2 separate regions of the Capra hircus genome follow, and region 1 is linked to region 2. A link is a contact called in public Hi-C data. All regions are on one chromosome and are shown on one strand. The core of a region is the stretch at or near the end of the contact, and the rest is flanking DNA. Distances in the headings are between cores, read along the strand shown.

Evidence for each region. A called contact is a pair of places that touch in the nucleus more often than the background predicts.
Region 1: a Hi-C map of blood shows a contact between it and region 2, with 6 times the contacts expected there. The contact joins two enhancer-like sites. A contact is called at or near these places in 2 of 5 Hi-C or Micro-C datasets (both in blood).

The regions. Positions count from the first base shown.
Region 1 is chr15:41,849,029-41,853,749 of ARS1.2, reverse strand. It overlaps LOC102172084 (protein-methionine sulfoxide oxidase MICAL2), which reads right to left. Exons shown (of 32, transcript XM_018059559.1): 16 at 2,229-2,297. Among named protein-coding and RNA genes, the nearest start is that of PARVA, 130 kb to the left of the region's middle. Within about 2 kb of position 2,314, at least 1 of the 5 cell types and tissues checked has an H3K27ac peak or open chromatin away from gene starts, as enhancers often do.
Region 2 is chr15:41,657,982-41,662,734 of ARS1.2, reverse strand. No RefSeq gene overlaps it. Among named protein-coding and RNA genes, the nearest start is that of DKK3, 15 kb to the right of the region's middle. Within about 2 kb of position 1,519, at least 1 of the 5 cell types and tissues checked has an H3K27ac peak or open chromatin away from gene starts, as enhancers often do.

The DNA.
Region 1 (4,721 bases), core at 1,065-3,564, 190 kb before region 2:
TTAGAGGAAATTATTGCTTGGTTAAATCTCACTTAAGCAAACAGCTGGCCAAGAAAACAGAGCCATTTCAGAAGAGGCAGGTGCGACCAGATTTCTTCCCACACTGACTCCTGTGCTGCCAGCGACAGAAACAGTACAAACACCCCCTCAAATAAGGCACAGATGAAAGGCCTGAGAAGACTCCCCTCCGGGACAAAGTGTATCCGAGGGAAGCTTCTTGGGAGGAGGCGGGAGCAAATCACAGGCGCTTAGAGCTGAGGCAGTGCCCCGGAACAAGAGAATGGGATATTTCTCAGCCGTCTTCCTGTTCACTGGCTTCCCAAGGGGAACAGCTCTCAATCATATAAGTAACAGAAGTTTTTTCCTAAGTTCTATAAATGAAGTATGAATGTATCCTACAAATTATCCTTTGTGCCTTTTAGTCATTGTTTTGGTATCAGCCAGTAGGTTAGCTAAAGCTGGTATTCTTACAATTCAGAGACAGCAACTAGCCTGCTTTTGTGGGATTAGAATGGCTTTTTGGAATGAGGTGTAGGGCTTCCCTGATAGCTCGGTTGGTAAAAAATCTGCCTGCAATGCAGGAGACCCTGGTTCAATTCCTAGGTCGGGAAGATCCGCTGAAGAAGGGATAGGCTACCCACTCCAGTATCCTTGGGCTTCACTTGTGGTTCAGCTGGTAAAGATCCACCTGCAATGCGGGAGACTTGACTTTGATCCCTGGGTTGGGAAGATCCCCTGGAGAAGGGAAAGGCTACCCACTCCAGTATTCTGGCCTGGAGAATTTCATGGACTGTATAGTCCATGGGGTCGCAAAGAGTTGGACATGACTGAACGACTTTCACTTTCTTTCACTTGGAATGAAGTATATATCTCAGGTCTCTTTAAAGAGCTGCCTGGGGAAGCAAGAACCGGTAAACTTTTTCTTCTGATCAATTTTTCAGTAGCAGGAGAGAGAACATGCTCAGCTTTGACAAGTGAGAGTGAAGTCGCTCAGTCGTGTCCAGCTCTTTGCGACCTAGTGAACTGTAGCCTACCAGGCTCCTCAGTCCATGGAATTTTCCAGGCAAGAGTACTGGAGTGGGTTGCCATTTCCTTCTCCAGGGGATCTTCCCAACCCAGAGATTGAACCCGAGTCTTCTGCACTACAGGCAGATGCTTTACCGTCTGACAAAGTAAAGGCTACTTTGGCTTTGACAAAGCAGCCTGTAACTTTCTTCTTTCACCAGAAGGTGGCACTTGTGGGTCCTGGGACATTCGCCTAAAAGACTAATGGTACAGAAAACACAAAAAGTAGAAATGAGGACTGGGAGAACAGTGGGACTGCTGGTGCCTCTTTCCTACTTACTATTAAAAGTGATTATATCTTGATTAACCTAGGTGCCAGAGACCACGATTGGTACGGTGTGTGCATGCATACATGCTTGCTGCTAAGTCACTTCAGTCGTGTCCGACTCTGTGCGACCCCATAGACGGCAGCCAACCAGGCTCCCCTGTCCCTGGGATTCTCCAGGCAAGAACACTGGATGCTTACACATCCTCTTATTTAATCTTTAAGATTAAATTAAACCAAGGAAATGGCAACCCACTCCAGTCTTCTTGCCTGGAGAATCCTGTGGACAGAGGATCCTGGTGGGCTGCCGTCTATGGGGTCGCACAGAGTTGGGCACGACTGAAGTGACCTAGCATGCATGCATGCAATCGTGACTCTGGCACGTAGAGAATCTTGTCATCTGCAGACTGAGAATCTTACTTATTTTCCAACCTGGACTCCTTTTATCTCTTTTTCTTCTCTGATCGCCATGGCTAGGACTTCTAAAACTATGCTGAATAGTCATGGGAGAGTGGGCACATTTGCCTTGTCTTCTGATTTTAGAGGAAATGCTTTCAGTTTTCTACCACTGAGAATAACACTTGCTCTGGGTTTGTTGTGGCCTTTATTATGTTGAGGTATATTCCTCCTTTGCCTACTATTTAATCTTTGAAATTCTGCAAAATATCCTACATTTCAAATGCATCATCTGTGTTTTACAGACATGAGCCACACCCTGGGAGAGTGACATAGCTAGTGACCAGACCTGACTGTCTGCCCATCGAGCTAAGCTTGGAACCCAGCGGTTCATGAGAGGAAAGAAAGAAGGGCAGGGCGACTGCCTCGGTCAGACGCTGGGCTGTGGCCACTGGCTGTCAGGAAACAGGCATCTGTGTGAACCGACAGTGAGCACACGAACCTCGTCCAGGTTGTTGAAGCCCTTCCGCCTCCGCTTGTTCATGTCATTCTCTTCGGTTCGACTGTCCACCTGTGATGGCCAACAAAGCATGGTGAGCTCAGGGCTGGTCAAGGGCTGCGGTGCCAGCACTGGGGATGCAACCCTGCCTGCAACAGCTGCCAGCCCAGGAACTGAGGGGATGACATTACCCTGCACCGTGACAAACGCTCTCAGCTCTGTTCAGGCACAGCGGAGGGAGCCTCCCTCCGTCTCAGGAGCCAGGGGTTCTGTCCGAAGAGAGTGGGAATACAGATTCCCAAAGCATGCCAAAACATCCCAAAGTACAAAGAATCCCTGTGACATGGGCAGGGATTGTCTCCTTGTCAGTGACCTTGGACTCAGAGCCATCACAGCCAGGCCTGCTGATGCTGCCCTGAGGATATCACCTCCTGTGAAGAGGTGCCACTGGCTCCCCTCACAGGCACGGATTCTCAGGACTCAGATCAGCTGTCCAGGAATTTGATGGCAAATTACTTCTGCCATGCAGTCCCACTGCAGCTACTGGTAAATGATACTGTGTTAACTTCAAAGCAGCATCAGATATGGCATGAAAACTATGGTGACCGTATAGCTCAGTTTTCCCAGGACATTTTGATGTACTGTTTTTCCCCCCAGGCATAATCAGGAGTAATGCCCACATTTTTTTTGTAAGATTTTTTTTTTTTTTTTGTTATGGACCATTTAAAAAGTCTTTATTGAATTCATTACAATATTGCTTCTGTTCTATGTTTTGGTGTTTTGGCTGCGAGGCATATGGGATCTTGGCTCCCCAAGCAGGGATCAAACCTGGCCCCTCACACTAGAAGTCAAAGTCTTAACCACTGACCACCAGGGAAGTCCCTCATTCTCAAAAGTACCCTGGTTTAGACAACAGATTGCATGGCTGTCCTATTGATAACCCCTTACAGTTGACCCTCTGCTTCCCAGATCTGGACATTTAAATCCAGAGACCCCCTTCTACCTCAGCCCATTGCATGATGCCTGCAAGGGCCACCCAAGGGCACACCTGTGGTCTGGCTTTTCTACTTAAGGGAAGCAGTGGGACTGCACAAGTTGAGCTGATGCTATAAGCTGGGATGGGGCTGTAGGCTGGATTTAGTGCCTCCCCCTACCCCCAACCCTCTCCAGGACACTGGGGTTAGACCTCCAGCTGGGACCTTCCCCATATGGCCAGCCCACTGAGGACCATGGAGCCATCCCCACTGACGAGGCCTCCCTCCCCATGGGAGACTCCGACCCCCTCAGCGGGTCCCTCGCATGACAAAGTGTGAAGAGTGTGTTACCCATGGACTGTAGCCCGCCAGGCTTCTCTGTCCATGGGATTTCCCAGGCAAGAATACTGGAGTGGGTTGCCATTTCTTTCTCCAGGGGATCTTCCTGACCCACGGGTCAAACCCTTGTCTCTTACATCTCCTGCATTGGCAGGTGGATTCTTTATTGTTTGAGCCAGAGAAGGCCAGATTAAATCCCAGCCTCTGTTCACACTGGATGCAGCTGAAATGGCTGGCCTCTCTCTCCCTCAAACCCAGGCTGCAGCCCAATCCCCACCACACATCCTCACCTTGCCCCATCCCAGAGGACCCTTTCCCTCCCGGATGTTATAAATCAACAGGAATGATCAGAGCCCTCAGCACACAGTCTAGTCTGTACCCACTTGCTCTCACAGGCAAGCACCTGCTCCCCCTGCTCATACACTCCCCACCACCTCTGCCCCTCCTCCTATTCACCAGCAACTTTAAAAAATTTTAAAACAAGATCAACCGCAGTTTAGTCATTGATATTTGTTCAAGAATGTGACCCTTCCCTTGCTCAAGCAGCACAAAACAACAGATCAAAGGGCCTCACCTTCCCTTCAACATTTCCCTCAGCTTCTAACAAATCATTTTTCGGTGAATGGAAATAATTTCAACCCAAATGTTTGGGCAAACACCAAGAGAAACAGATGATCTTATTTATAGCATCAGGTTCCAGAGGCCTAGGCTGTTTAGGCGCCCGGCTCCAGAGCCTGTGAGTGCGCACTGGCCCCGAGACAAGCCTGTGAAAGTACAGGGTGTCCTCCCCACAAGAACACTTCAGGCATCATAGGGTTTTTCTGGTTTCCACCTTTAATGAGGACTTGCTCTTTCCTTCAAAGAGCAACATATCTTACTCTCTGGGTGTGATTGGTCCAACAATCAGAGCCTGCATTGATCCATACTCAGTACATTAGTGGCAAGTACACAAAAAACATTCCTGGGGGGAGTGTACCCAGCAGCAGGACCTAAGAAGACCCCGAATCTTTCGGGGGGAGAGAGGAAGCGGGTAGGGGCAACCTCAGTTTCTCTGATTCAGCCTGACCCACAGGACAATCAAATGCAGTCTATATGGAAAGGTTAGCCACACACAGACCCAAAGGGTCTCTGCTCTTCCATATGGATTTATCGTGAAAGCACTTATGCTCAACCAAGAGCCAAG
Region 2 (4,753 bases), core at 270-2,769:
ACAGGAGCCCGTTTGAGAGTGCTCTGGTCAGAGATTTTTTCTCCTGCCTTCTGCGGAGCTGGACAAATAGAAGGGATGGCCAGCCAGCAGGGAGAGAGGTGGCCCTGCAAAGGGACTGTGCTGTGTCCATGGAGTCAGTGGTGGAGAGGGGCCCGGGGCTGCACTTCTTAGCTCTGCGTGGACCTGCCTCACCTGTATATTGCAGGGGCCTGCTAAGCCCAAATGACAAGCATCTTCACCTGTGCCTGCAGCAGCCCGTGGGCAGGCACACAGGTAGGCAGCTGATGAGGCAGCCAAAGAGACTGTGAAAGACCAGGTTCTGAGAGAGTGGCACTCTCAGGCGGCCTCCAGAGTGGAATAGGTCTTCCGTGTGCTGTGTGTCTGCTGTGCACCTGCTGTGCGCTGCACCTCCCAATACCACATTTAATGCTCACAACAGGGCAAGGGAAAGGAATTCAGAGCTCCATCTTGAGAAGTGGATGTTCTGACTTCTTGCTCCAGGGACTCTCAGACTTTTTTTTTAACTTTTTATTTTGTACTAGGGTATAGCTAGTTAACAATGTTATGATAGTTTCAGGTGATCAGCGAAGGGACTCAGCCATACATATACATGTCTCTCCCTTACAAGCCTTCTTAGGCAATGTTTTCTAACTGACTCCACCCATAAAAGTTTAGTACCACACACACTATTTATCTGTTTACATACTGTGTATACTTCTGTGCTTTATATATAAGCATAAGAATTTTTCTCCCCCCAAGAACCAATTCTTGCCCTGCAGAGATGACACTGCCCATGGGGAAGCCTTGCCCTCCTGTACAATGGACTGAATGATGATAAAAAGAGGCACCTGCCCCCAAGATGCTCATGGCCCAGTGAGAATGATAACATTTCAAGTGTTAGTCACTCAGTCATGTCCAACTCTTTGTGGTCATATAGACTGTAGCCTCCAGGCTCCTCTGTCCATGGAATTCTCCAGGCAAGAATTCTGGTGTGGGAGGCCATTCCTTTCTCTAGGGGATCTTCCCAGCTCAGGGATCAAACCCCGGTCTCCTGCACTGCAGGCAGATTCTTTACCATCTGAGCCCGCAGGAAAGCCACCAAGGGACAGGAGCCAAGCATCACAATAGGAATTTAAAATGGAATGGCCGTTTGTATTTGAAGTAAGAGCCTGCCAGACCAGTGGGCGAGGAGGAGCTATGTACCTCCTCTGTACCTGCTCTCTCAGGAGCCACTGAGGGGCCCAAGCCTGCACTGACTGTGTCCTTCCTGACCCTCACCACTCCTCTCCTGAGCTCCTGGGTAAGCACAACTTTCTTTCAGGTGACTCCCGGGAAACTGATTCAGCAGCCCAGGGGAAAGGCCAGGTGGCTGTGGAAGCATCTCTCTGGGCACCGGACTACTAGGGGCAGGAGGCAGAGGACGGACCTGTGCTCGGAAGCTGCAGGCTGCACCTAGAGGGGGGCCCGGGCACCCACCTTGGGCTTCAGGAGTACAGCCAGGTTGGGCCACAAAGAAGTTGACTTTAGAGCAATGCCAGCTGGCTTTCTCAGTCCCTCTCTGCAGTAATTTTGTGTCCACCTGGCCACCGTTTGCATTTACTCCAATGTGCCCTAGCACCTCAGGCCACCATCAGTGGCCACTTCGCCCAGCCTCAGAGCGCATCGCTGCAGTGTGTCTGAGGCATGACCTTTCCTCCTTGGCATGTTAAACTTCTTGGGCTCTTCCACCAGAGCACCTAGCCAAAGTGAGAAAGCATGCTCTATCTGGGGAGCAGGATCTAAATCGTGTTTTTCTTGCTCTTTCTCATTCTTTCTTCTGTACTGCTACTGCTAAGTCACTTCAGTCGTGTCCGACTCTGTGCGACCCTGTAGACGGCAGCCCACCAGGCTCCCCGGTCCCTGGGATTCTCCAGGCAAGAACACTGGAGTGGGCTACCATTTCCTTCTGCAATGCATGAAAGTGAAAAGTGAAAGTGAAATCGCTCAGTCGTGCCCGACTCTTAGCGACCCCATGGACTGCAGCCTACCAGGCTCCTCCATCCATGGGATTTTCCAGGCAAGAGTACTGGAGTGGGGTGCCATCGCCTTCTCCTCTTTCTTCTGTAAGGATCTGCTTAATATCCTGTGGGAGAAATATATCTGGTCTTTGCGCCCAGTTCCTGACATACAACTCCAAAAATCTCTCAGAACCTCTGGAGTGCTGAGAGTGTCTTTTGTATGCTGAGATGACTGGAGGCTGGAGGACCCTAGATAGCTTCAGGATGAGAGAGGTCATCAGAAAGACTGACTTGATCCTGGACTTCCTGATCTTTGGGGAAGGGAGACCTTCAGATTGAGCTAATCGCCAGTGACCGTTGATTCAATCAATCATGCCTCCATGATGCAGCCTCCAGTAAAACCCTTAAAAGACAAAGTTCAGAGAGCTTCCATATAGGTGAGTACCTCAAGGTGCTGAGAGTGAGGCATGCCTAGATGGAGCAAAGCTGCTCCACACCCCTTCCTACATTCCTTGCCATATGCATCTCTCCCATTTGGCTGTTCCTGTGTTGTATCCTTTATAATAAACCAGGAATAGCCAGGAAAACTCTTTTCTGAGATCTGTGAGCATTTCAGGCAAATTATCAGATCTGAAGGAGGGAGGCATGGGAGCCTCCAATTTACAGCTAGTCAGTCAGAAGTATAGGTGGCACCTTGGGACCTGTGACTGGCATCAGAAGTGGGGACAGTCTCCAGGGGCTGAGCTTTTAACCTGAGAGTCTGCACTAACCTTGAATGAATAGCATCAGGATTGAACTGAGCTTTGAGACACCCAGTCGGTGTCTAAGGGTTGTGGAACTGGTGGGTGGTGTGGGAAAAGCCCGTGTAGTCGATGTCAGAAGTGCTCTGAGTAGGAAACACTCCCACCATTCAGTCAGCGTTCACAGAATTCCAAGCACTGGGTCCTTTCCCTCATGATCTCATTAATGTAGATGACAACCCCCCAGACAGTAGGTACAGTCATTGTGCCTCCGTCACAGAAGTGAAAACTGGGACTGAGAGTAACACAGAGTTTTCAGCTGATGCCTGTTAGAGTTGAGATCTCAAACCTGGTCTGAGTCTGAGGTCAGCACTGTGTTTAAAAACAGTTCATTAATTCACTTTTCAGTTTTTGCATGAGTAGTATATGGACAATTTGCAAATTGTACAGAAATTGTACAGAAACCTTTCAGGTACAGAAAGGTTAACAGTGGATATTTCATGCTGATAGACAGACAATATCATACACATACTGTTTTACACTTTCCTTTTTTGACCTAGCAGCTTATCTGGGGGATCATGCTAGTCTATATTTTCTTCCCCTTAATAATAGATTGAAGTGAAATTGAAGATGGTGACTGAAGCCATGAAATTAAAAGACGCTTGCTCCTTGGAAGAAAAGTTATGACCACTAGACAGCATATTAAAAGCAGAGACATTACTTTGCTGACAAAGGTCCGTCTAGTCAAAGCTATGGTTTTTCCAGTGGTCATGTATGGATGTGAGAGTTGGACTATAAAGAAAGCTGAGCGCCAAAGAATTGATGCTTTTGAACTGTGGCTTTGGAGAAGACTCTTCAGAGTTCCTTGGACTGCAAGAAGATCCGACCAGTCCATCCTAAAGGAAATCAGTCCTGAATATTCATTGGAAGGACTGATGCTAAAGCCGAAACTCCAACACTTTGGCCATCTGATGTGAAGAACCAACTCATTGGAAAAGACCCTGATGCTGGGAAAGATTGAAGGCGGGAGGAGAAGGGGATGACAGAGGATGAGATGGTTGGATGACATCACCGACTCAATGGACATGAGTTTGAGTAAACTCCGGGAGTTGGTGATGGACAGGGAGGCCTGGTGGGCTGCAGTCCATGAGGTCGCAGAGTCAGACACGACTGAGCAACTGAACTGAACTGAGATGAAATTCACAAGATGTTAAGTGAACCGCTTTATTTTGTTTTAAATTGTCATTTTATTAAAATAACCCATCTCCCTTCACCCAGTCATACACTTAAAAAAAAATGCATTTCCTTTATTTCTGTTTGCCCTGGGTCTTCGTTCTGTGTGAGGACTTCCTCTAGCTGCGGGGAGCGGAGGCCAGTCTTTGTTGCAGTGCACAGGCTTCTCACCGAGCTGGCTCCTCTTGCTGGCTGAGCACAGACTCTAGGCCCAAGGGCTTCAGCAATTGCAGCACGTGGGCTCAGTAGCTGTGGCTCCTGGGCTCTAGGGCGCAGGCTCAATAGTTGTGGCGCACGGACTCAGTTGCTCCGCAGCATGTGGAATCTTCCTGAATCAGGGATCAAACCATGTCCCCTGCATTGTTAGGCAGCTTCTTATCCACTGTACCACCAGGAAAAGTCCAAGTCAACCGTTTCTGTGGCATTTACAGGACTTCCCTGGTGGCTCAGACGGTAAAGCGTCTGCCTACAATGCGGGAGACCCGGGTTCGATCCCTGGGTTGGGAAGATCCTCTGGAGAAGGAAATGGCACCCACTCCAGTACTCTTGCCTGGAAAATCCCATGGGAGGACCCTGGTAGGCCACAGTCCATGGGGTCACAAAGAGTTGGACACGACTGAGCGACTTCACTTCTGCGGCATTTAGTGCACTCAGTGCTGTCCAACGACAGCTTCTATCTAGTTCCAAAGAACTCCCATCACTCCAAAGGTAAACTCCTTACCCATCAAGCAGTTTATGCCCATTCAGCTCTTCTTCCAGCCCCTGGTAACCAGAGCCTGCATT